3 separate regions of the Zea mays genome follow, and regions 2 and 3 are each linked to region 1. A link is a contact called in public Hi-C data. All regions are on one chromosome and are shown on one strand. The core of a region is the stretch at or near the end of the contact, and the rest is flanking DNA. Distances in the headings are between cores, read along the strand shown.

Evidence for each region. A called contact is a pair of places that touch in the nucleus more often than the background predicts.
Region 2: a Hi-C map of leaf shows a contact between it and region 1, with 4 times the contacts expected there. The contact joins the promoter of LOC100273332 here to the promoter of LOC103631276 in region 1. A contact is called at or near these places in 3 of 25 Hi-C or Micro-C datasets (all in leaf).
Region 3: a contact with region 1 is called in a Hi-C map of bundle sheath, with 5 times the contacts expected there. The contact joins the promoter of LOC114574140 here to the promoter of LOC103631276 in region 1. A contact is called at or near these places in 8 of 25 Hi-C or Micro-C datasets (bundle sheath, ear, endosperm and 2 more).

Annotation. Positions count from the first base shown.
Region 1 is chr6:110,150,291-110,153,775 of Zm-B73-REFERENCE-NAM-5.0, reverse strand. LOC103631276 (E3 ubiquitin-protein ligase RGLG2) reads right to left here and starts at 1,765. Exons shown (of 12, transcript XM_020539385.2): 1 at 1,538-1,765; 2 at 415-682; 3 at 1-21. The coding sequence starts at 636.
Region 2 is chr6:110,368,909-110,372,393 of Zm-B73-REFERENCE-NAM-5.0, reverse strand. LOC100273332 reads right to left here and starts at 1,529. Exons shown (of 2, transcript NM_001147773.1): 1 at 1,308-1,529; 2 at 573-1,163. The coding sequence starts at 1,380. The coding sequence ends at 898.
Region 3 is chr6:110,290,296-110,293,780 of Zm-B73-REFERENCE-NAM-5.0, reverse strand. LOC114574140 reads left to right here and starts at 1,849. Exons shown (of 2, transcript NM_001369711.1): 1 at 1,849-1,936; 2 at 2,026-2,746. The coding sequence starts at 2,061. The coding sequence ends at 2,459. LOC100278599 reads left to right here. Exons shown (of 5, transcript NM_001369712.1): 3 at 1-136; 4 at 422-1,004; 5 at 1,202-1,499. The coding sequence ends at 1,236.

The DNA of each region.
Region 1 (3,485 bases), core at 516-3,015:
CTGTGCCAAAGCTTCAGTCACCTGTAGCAGCACAGAACCACAGAAAGATTGGTGTAGTTACAACCTCAGGTTTGCAGTACTCAGAGAGGAGATAGCGCGCAAGACTACAGTAGATGTCCTATCTGACTTGAAGGAACTGAAGCGAAGTACGAAATTGAATATAGTGACAAGCATACGATTTTCATATTGCTTAATACATGGCAGTAATAAAAAGTGAGCAATAGAGCTCTTGTGGAAATATTTTTTGGAAGAAATAATCCTACAAGCATAGTTTCTTCCAAAATTCACAAAGGATAACTGAACCAAAAGATAAACAGTGCCATTCCACCAAGCTAGTGGAAGCTACAAACCGAAAGTAACAACGCAGATGAGAGCAGCAGTAAAAGATGTGGTGGCCATGCCACCAAGACATACCTGGCTCAAAGAACGGTAGTCATCACCGATCTTGGAATACTTCCTCTGCAACCTGGCATGTGTCTCCGGCTGTACACTGTTCTCCGAAGAAGGCGCGTACCTGACGCTATAACTGGAGGACGAATTCCCAGTGTTTCTCGAGGTGTATCCCGATGAAGCACTCCCGTAATCATAAGAAGAGTAGCCATATCCATGTGAAGGCTTGGAGTCCTTTTGCCCCATTCCTCAGCTTGTGCCTCTGGATGACTCCAACACCCAGATGATCTTCCTGGTAAGTATAAATAAAGGAAAGGAAAACATCAGTGTACTCGTCGGACACCTGGAATGATTCGCCAAGAAAAAAGGTGGAATAAAGCATATACAGTAGCCTATCTAGGAAAAAACAGCTTTCTCTTGAATTTTCGACGGAACTTTGCCGGGAATCCGTTGCCGATAACGGGCATACCTCCTACCTGATCGAGTATCGACCATTGTAAGATTCAAAAAGAAGAAGAAGCGTGGGCCAGTTCATATACAAGACGATATCCAAGGGTGGCTGAACGAAATTCGATTTCGGCATGGCATATATGCATACAACATACATAGATAGTATAATTATACAAATCAAATACTAGCTAGGAACGAACACTGGACGAACTCACCAGACTCGATTTGATCCGCACACACCGCCTAAGCCAATCGCGAATTCGGCGTCCTCGCTAAGAGGAGGAAAAAAAGAGAGATGATGCGGGAGGGGATATGAGAGAAGTGGGTACTGGGGAGGGGATCAGGGGAAGTGGGTGGTAGATGAGGACAAACTGCTGGCGTGAGATATCGTAACCGCCGCCGCTCTTGCTACTCCACGAGTTCCGACCACCGAACCAGCAATCCACGGGGCTCGGACTCACTCACCTCCGCTCTTGCCCCGTGCCTTCAAGGAGCGCGCGCCTCCACACCGCTCCGCGACGAGAGCGAGGACGAGGAAGAGGACGACGGGAGTGAGGCGGGCAGCGCACCGGATGAAGCGAGGCGCAGGCGCAGGCGCAATGGGGTGGGGGCAGGCAATCACACCGCAGCGGATACTATGATCGATCGGAAGAAAATTAAAGCCTCCCCACAGGGGAAGTGAGGTCAAGTCAATTACTGCTCAAGCCGGAGGCAATGCCGCAATTTCTATTCTGCAGCGGCGGAGGTGGGTGGGTGGAGAGGTTTCTTGTCCACCGGTTCTCTGACCCCGCTGCTGGGAAAACGACGCACGGCGGAGGAAGCTTCGGCGCGGGAGAGGAGAAGACTAGGATTTTTTTGGCCGCGATCACCAGGCCGAGCTCAACACGTTTTGCTGGTGGTGATTGGTGTGTTATCCACTGGCACTGACACAGAAAGTCTGTTGCGATTGCGAGATGTATATGCATTAAAAGCTCGGCTCGTGATAAAAACATATACTTACAAAAACATATACTTACGCTTTAAATTAAAGCTAGCTGTTACAGCTGTAAATTATATAGACAAAAACGCTGGAAAGAGAATTAGATACGAGCAAACACTCATTATGCACCGTGCATCGGTGCATGTCTAGAAGGATAAACGTAAAAAAGCTACATACTACTAAAACATTAAAAACTTGATCCCGCATGAAAACATCTGAATGCTCTAGATAGATCCTAAAACGTGTTCAAGAATTTAAGTTTTAACTAATACGTATAAAATAGTTGTTGGTATAATGTTTATACGTTCGCAAATATCTATTAATGAATAATTATTAATTTCTTCGTTTTGTATTGCAGTACGTTGAATCCAAGTGCAATATAAAAAACGATGAATAAATAAGGTTTTAGAGGGCCAAATTTAGAGGTCGGTCGATGCTGGAGACGAAGTAAATATAGAAAACAAAATTTTGTAAAGAATATTGAATATTTTTTAAATTTAGAAATTTTGCGGGAGAGCCTCACAACTATAAGGCTGGTGGCAGTGTGGGTGGCAGCGCGGGCGAGAAGAGGCCGCTGCCGCCCGCGCGCGGGCGAGAGGCGAGCGAGAGGCCGGCGCCGGACGATGGCGCTCGCGCCCGGCGAGAGCGGGCGGTATCGCCTCGCTCTCGCTCGCGCTGGAGCGCCCGCCCGGGCGAGAGGGAGGCGAGGCACTGGCGGGGCGAGAGCGCGGGCGAGAGCGACGTGGCGCGATCTGATTGGTCCACGTGTGCTAGCCGTTACAACTAGCCGTTTTTGACCGTTTGGAGTCCAAAAAATTTGAAAAAATTGCAAAAAATCACAAATTTCATCCCCAATCCCTCTATATATACCCCTACCCGGGTGGAGCTCATTCCACACACCATTCCATCTCATTTTTCTTTTCCAAACTCCCCTTTCTTCACACAATGTCGGGTTGGTCCCCAGATTTGAACACCTTCACGGATCTCTTGCAGTCCGATGGGTCACCTACAACCCTTCCGTTAGATGAGTCTTCTTCACTACATCGTCGTTCCGATGTTTCAGCCTCACTCCACCGTGTACTATTTCCGGCTGCGCCTCCACCACCATACCCTTATCCCTATCATTTGTATCAATATCCACCGTCTTCATATGGTCAACCTCCAACTTCCCAAGCCGGAATTCAAGCCTCATTCCCGGTACGTCCGTATGCCCCTCCCCCACCTGCTGCGGAGGGAAGTCAAGCTTCTTTCCAGATACCTCCATACGCCCCTCCTCCATATGCTCCACCTCTGTATGGAGTACCTCCTTATGCTCCATATGCTCCACCTCCGTATGGAGCACCTCATCCATATGCTCCACCTACGTATGGAGCACCTCCTCCAGTTGCACCTTTATCTGTTGGATCTGAAAACCAAGCTGAGGAAAATCCCGTGTCGAAGGAAAAGCGTCCAAAGAGGGTAGAGTGGACGAAGGAAGACGAGGAAAAGCTGGTGAGTGAATCGTTTTTCATTTATTTAATCTTGATTTTTTTAGTTTACTTATATTATAGGTTTTATTGTAGGTTAATGCTTGGTTTATGCATTCTAATGATCCCATCTCCGGCAACAATAAGAGCGGATCAAGTTTCTGGGGCCAAATAGCGGCAACATATAACTCCACCTCCGA
Region 2 (3,485 bases), core at 280-2,779, 220 kb before region 1:
CTTAATCGCACCCATCAGGCATTTGCAGCTTTGTGCTGATGGGGGTTACCACCTGAGAATTAGAAATCTTGAGGGTACCCCTAATTATGGTACCGACAAATATGGATAAAGATAGGATACTAAGTACATAGACTCAGATACGTACCATATCTCATGCCAATTCGAATACGGACGAATGTAGCCTACTGTCCCTGTCCTATCCATCGAGTCTAGGAAAAAGTATGCAAGGCGGTTTTCTTAAACGGACTGCATACAGGTCTTATGGGCCAGGCCAGGCCCAGTGTCATCTGGCAACCTGTTGTACCGGTAGGCTTGGGCCTGTATAGAACTGTGTAAAGTCTGGGCTCGCGAGTCTCTGCAGGTGATGGGCTGTCAGCTGGTCCGAGCTCGAGGTTGAAGAGAAATACAGAGATGTCATATGTGGTATACATACAAAGCATGTCACGTCACCTACACGTGGCTCCACGGCACACACGTTTCGCTAGCTGTGATTGCCACGTGTAGCAGAAACAGACGGCCGATTATGGGTACAGAAAAACGAAGAGTGCAAAAAAAAAATGAAACCGTGATATAAACAATATCGTCATCATCGTCACCGTTCATTCATCAGATAAACAAATGGTGGTGGTAGTAGTACTGTGACACAGGAGAGAAGCAGCAGCAGCAGCAGCTATGGGCGGCTGCTCCTAGATGACTAGTAGATGTGGATGTGGTGCCGGCCATGACAGCATGGACCGATAATGTTAAGTAAACGGGCCGCCCGTCGTCTTGTCTGAGCTGGATGGATTAGGATTAGCACAGACTAATCCCTCCCGCCCGCCACGTCATAGGGCCCCACCTCAATTATTATTGCTGCAAGCACCCACTGCTAGTCTGCTACAGTTCTTCCTTCTCCTCCTACCAGCTCCACCGCTGGTTCTCGTTGCCGTCGGCGTCGGTGGCCGGCGGCAGCTGCGAGTAGAAGTCGAGGTCGATGTCGTCGGCCCTCTTCCTGCGCCCGCCGTCGCCGTAGTAGTGGAAGAGGGCGGCGCCGCCGAGGACGGCGAGCGTGAGCGCCTGCGCGTGCATCCTGGCGTGGATGAGGCGCAGGCCCGTGCCCCGCTGCGGCGCCTTCCTCCGGCTGTACGCCACCGAAGTGCCCACCGCCGCAGCCCACACGCCTCCTGGGCGCGCGCGCGCACATAGACAGGCAGACAGCTAGCGGTTTCAGTTTCAGTTTCAGCAGAAGATCATCGACGGAAACGGAACACTAAGCAGCAGTTGTGGATATCTGCAACAAGGTCGCTCGCTGGCTGAGACTGACTCACCGATGGCTGCGAGCTCGTGGTCCTTCACCCAGGACTGCACCGACGAGCTTATCCGCTCCACCGTTGACTCCATCGACACGGACGGACGGATCTCGGTTCCCTCCCTGCCTGTCTCTGATGCGGGGGGTCGGATGCGACTCCTGCTTTTGTTGGACGGTTGGTTGATACTAGAGTTCTTGGAAGGGGCGGGGTGGGATTGGATTGGATTGGATTGAATTGAACTGATGATGAGTCTGAGTGCAAGGCCGTGTCTCGACTAACTTATAGCTGAACGGACGAGTGGAACCAGTGGCTGCCCTGCCCACTGGAAGCCTGGGAACGGGGAGGGAGGGGAACCAAACCGGAGGCCCCCGCCTTCTGTTTTGTCTTCTTCGTTCCTGCTGGCTCGGCTCCTGGTTTTCCAGGCCGCTTGTGGTTTCAGGCAGGGCAGGCTGCTCTGCCAGTTTCAGCTCAACGGATATTTCGTCTTCTTTATTAAAGAAAACGAAAACTCAACTAACATTCCTGCCAGCTATCGACTCTTTTTTTTTCTTCCCCACTCTGACACGACTTATTACCAACATATAATAAAATGATACCTCGCCTTGAAATAAAGGTTTATTTATCTGAAACTTCTCTCCCTTCAGTTACTTCGTTATATGGATTCGAATTAGCCACCGGAAGGCAGTTTTTTTGGTATTATATATATATATATATATATATATATATATATTAAAAACCCCCGTTTGAATCTTTGGTGGGACTATTATCGCATTTGGATCATGTGGTAATCTATAGCGCCGATCGATGCAAGTGCCATCGAATCTGCACATATGCTTAGTACTTCACATTTCTTCAGCTACTAATCATAGGAATCATGTAAGATACTGGGTTGATGGCACCCCACCCTTCAGGGCTTGTTCGGTTATTTTCAATTCATATGGATTGAAGGGGATTGATATGGATTGGAGGGGATTTTGACTTAGTAGGGATTGAATCCCCCTCAATCCCACTCAATCCATATGGATTGGGGTATAACCGAACATGGCCTCACAGGGGAGAAGAATGCTGATCCAAACAATCCCTTGCGCGGGATTTGATGTGACCAACAGCGTCAATGTACAACTTGACCAGATCTGCCTACAGATGTAGTGTCATGCGCTGACATCCTCACTTGTGGCAGCACATGAGTCTGTTGTAGCAACAAGAAAAAAACTTGAACATTAGAGGTAGCAAATTGACGGCAGAAGTGTCTATGTAGCAAAAGTACGAGAACCTCTTCATGTTTAAGAGATTATTATGATATTTATAATACTGGACCTAAACAAAACTCAGGAAGTACTAAATCAAGTCAAAACTCTCTAACATTCAAAGATGCCAAAATCCTTCTCCAATTTATTCCAATCCAAACAATAGTAAAGGCTCACAGTTTCTATTTCAGTTAGGAGGGTCTACTTGGGTCGTCAACCTGGGAAGGCAAGAGTCAATGACAGCAAGAAACTCACTAAGTACTGCTGTCAGGGCCTAAGGAGGCCCATCGAGGGGCTGCGGTAGCAACAACCATGGACCCTCCAAGAGAGATTAGATAAGGATAGTTAGAGATAAGATTAGAAAATTAGTTGAGATTATTTAGGAGATTAGTTGAGATTATCTAGGAAGGTTATCAGTTAGTTTGTTGAGAGTTTTTAGGAGAGTTTTAAGGAGATAAGGATCCCTAGCTAGATAGGGGCGGCCAGCTGGCTTATTTATGTAATCAATGGATGAGAAATAAAGTAGGCAAAAATTAGAAGGGAGAAACCCTCATCTTGCTCGGCCGTGGGCAGAGGCCCCCGGCCGACGTTCCTGCCCATCGATACCCTTCTCCAGTCCCTCATCGATCTAGCGGCCATAACATCTGGTATCGGCTAGCTTGGGTTTCGATCTGATCCCATGGCTTCTGCTGCCAATTTCGCGGCGTCATCCTGGCAACCGGCGTCCCCATCTCCATGGACCGCGTCGTATGTCACCTTCGTCACGCCGTCCTGGCAACCAACGTCCCCATCTCCATGGGCTGTGCCGTATGCCACCTTCGTCACACCATCCTGGCAACCGGTGTCCCCATCTCCATGGGTAGCATCGCCTGCCAATTTTGTCACCACATCCTGGACGCCGGCGTGCCCATCTCCAGGGACAACGCCAAATTTCGTCACATCATCTTCG
Region 3 (3,485 bases), core at 600-3,099, 140 kb before region 1:
ATTAACATTGGGTAAAATTCCCATCGAAAGAGATTCAGTAGAATTATATGGTTACATGGCGGTGCGGGATGATCAGGATTTATTGCTTAATTACATTGTCAATCGGAGCAGGGATGAAGCCATTTTACTGCAAAAGGTGTGTATATGTACTTATGTGACTTTATTTTATGGAGTACGTTCATTCTACAATGTAAAGCTATAAACAAATGCAATGGAATATTTTAGTATTTCCTTAATAAATAATCATTGTTATTATAATTATGCATCTTTTTCTGTTATGTGAATATTTTCTAGTTCTTAGTATTTTGTTGGCTTGTAACTACTGAAACTCAACTTCCATTGTTTTTAGCAGCAGCAGCAGTAATAATAATAATAATATTAAAAAATTCTACTACTACTACTACTAATAATAATCTTGTAGGATTCCCTTATCGAAATGACTGGCCCTAAGCGAGGCATCTCAATGGTTTCCTCTGTACTTGTTGAGTTTGATATGAGGATAAAGAATGGAGATCGAGAAGAAGATGATCTACAGCTCATTGATGGAATGATAGACTATTCTGAGCTAAGGACACCATGCTGGCCACCATTCACATATCGCATAAACGGTGATTGTGGTGCGGTTGACATGACTGTAGCCCGCATTTTATGCGGAGTGGAGGCCACGATAGAAGTTTTCATATCAGAAGTGCATGCGCAGGAAGGTGTCCGTTTGTCTCTCAGTTCGTTTGTTTTTGTCAGTGATTCAGAAGAAGAAGAAATTCAGCTCTTCAATGGCATTGTTGGTGAGTCAAGTGGCTTAAGATACGCGGTTGCTGTATTCGAGGATACTTGGATGCATTTGAAGTTCAAAGTGGGTAAAAACAATGACTTAAAAGACGACGCTGAACGCTGTATTCCCATTGAAGTAAACACTCATGGATGTGTGAGTAAAAAAGTAAACTTTGATCTCGCCTCTATGTCGGTGAAGGTGACTTGGTCGACTTTGACAAACCAAATTCCAGGTGCTCTTTGTGACCTGTTTCATATCCATTTCTTATTAGTTGTGTGTGTGTGTTTTTTTTTAATTAGATGAATGTCTACTTGACTTGTATTGGTTTTGTGCTTGACCTTATGTGTCTTTTATATTTCAGTGAGTAGCATACAATATGCTAAGCATGGCTTACTAATTATTCTCTCCCATCTAAATCTTTGATTGCAGCGTGGATATCAGGCATCGATTTCAACACCATGTGATTTGTTCACTCCGTTTCTACATGTACGAGAAATATTTGGTGCTCATCAAATACAAGATTGCAAGCCAATGAGTTGTGTCAATTACTAGCTAGTTTCCTATTACTCTGATTAAGAGAAGCTATTGTTATTTATTTTCTTTTATTGTCAATTACAAGATTAGAACAGAACCAAAATAAATTTTCCATAGGAATTCCTCATCCGTCTTTATGGAACAGAAATAAGGTCTGGGCACTTATCATCTTGGAAAAATTCCTTTTTGTCAATATTCAACTAAAGACACGAGGCAAAACCTCACCCTTGATAGCTCAAACAATCTATGATCGACTCAAACAATTTGGGAAATCTAAGTAACATATTTTCCGCAGCACAATTAAGTATTATTTTTCCTGGTAAAACGACAGGATACATTTTCGAGAGCCCAAATATAAACTGGCCTCAAAATAGTGACTCCAGCTCCGGCTCAGCAGCTTAGCTGCTCATGCACACGAATGGATATCTGATCCACAAGTAGCGTGAATACACGATAAAAATAGCTATTCCGATCTTTAAATAGGCTTTTGCATGGATAAATCGCTCGCTTTAGCTCCACCACCTCTCGCCATTTCGTTACTGCTATGCTACAGCAACATATAACCCATAGAGATAATTCAGTAGATCTAGTAGTTTAACTCCATAATTGTTGGATTTCAATACATTCAGGGTAAGTAAATCTTATGCGCGCTTTTAGTTTACTTTCTTTTGCTTCGATTCAAGTGTGTAATAAACGTGTTGGCTGCATCCTTGAACCAGTTCTTGCTAATTTGATCGGTTTTAAATGTTTTGTGATGGAATCGGTTGGACTGTGGACCGAGGCCGGCGAATCAATCAAGAACGCCACCTCTCCTAGGTTAGGGCGTGTTGGACCTGCCATGGGGGACAGGCCGGCGCCGATCGAGAAGGTCGCGGTGCCGGAGAAGATGGCCTTGTTCCTCCACGCCGCCGTCACGTCACCGGGACACCAGCAGCAGCACGGCGCCTCGTCGCACGAGGCGCCCGCCGCCGCGAACATCACGCCGCGGACAACAACAGCCAGGAATAAGCAGCAGCACCTGCCGGTGAGCCCCGGGGCGTGCCTCTGCTCGCCGACCGTGCACGAGGGCTCGTTCCGGTGCAGGCTCCACCGCGGCAGCGGCAGCGGCTCCGGACTCCACGAGATGAAGATGAGCAAGAAGGCCGGCGTATGACGACGCGACGCAGCGGGCGGCGACAAGCGTTCGTACTACGCCTTACCGCAAATGCGCAGGTGCCTTTGCCTGCATTTCGGCCTCTGTTTTTCCCCCCTCATTTGTTTTCGCTGCATACAGTAATACAGAAGGGGAAGAGTACCTTTTTTTGTTCCTTGTACATACCTTTCCTTGTAAAGGGTCTGTCATGTCGATGATGACTTCTTGCCACTCTTGAAGCTCATGAAACACAAGTGGAGGCCAAGTTTACCTAAGACATAAAACAACACGAATGCTGTATTACCTGTTGATCACTTGTTCTCAGTTGTTGTGGATCAAGAATCAGACAACACAATTGTTATACATTAAGGACTTTGTCCTTCGAAGCATTATCTGCTTTCGGATATATATAATGATCTTCAGATGAAGGTCATGAAAAACACGTATTCATCGTTCATCATTCATATAAGATAAAAGTCCTATACATGCGAGATGTATTATCCATTCATATAGTCATTTCATGATAAATATATATACATTATCAGAATTTATATTACCCTAATACCTTCGGCTTGTTCGAAGGTGATGACGCAAGAGCGATTACAATCCAACGTGAACAGTATAAGAGGTACTGTTCATCTATTTATATGCAACCGTGAGGCTTTGTACATTATTACATTCATGCCATTAATATCTATATACAAAGATTACAAGATGTTACAAGGGAAATATCGCCATTTGTATTCATCAACTTGAGCAACACCTTCTCCTTACGTTGTCTACCCGTTCCACCATGATGAAGTCTGTTGGACGAAACTTCCTTCGTCATGCTCCTCTTGCATTATGTCAAAGCTCTTCTGTTGACGAAGCTCCTGTAATATTCAATAGTATGCTGAAAGCAAATGGTTAGCCGTGTTTTTGAGGACCTTCGGCAGACGAAACTATTAGGCAAAATGAAAAGGAATCTCATATTGCTTCAGAAGAGGTGAGAAGAGCTGAAGATGCCGCATAACGTGAAAGGATTATATGTATGCTTGTCATGTTTTA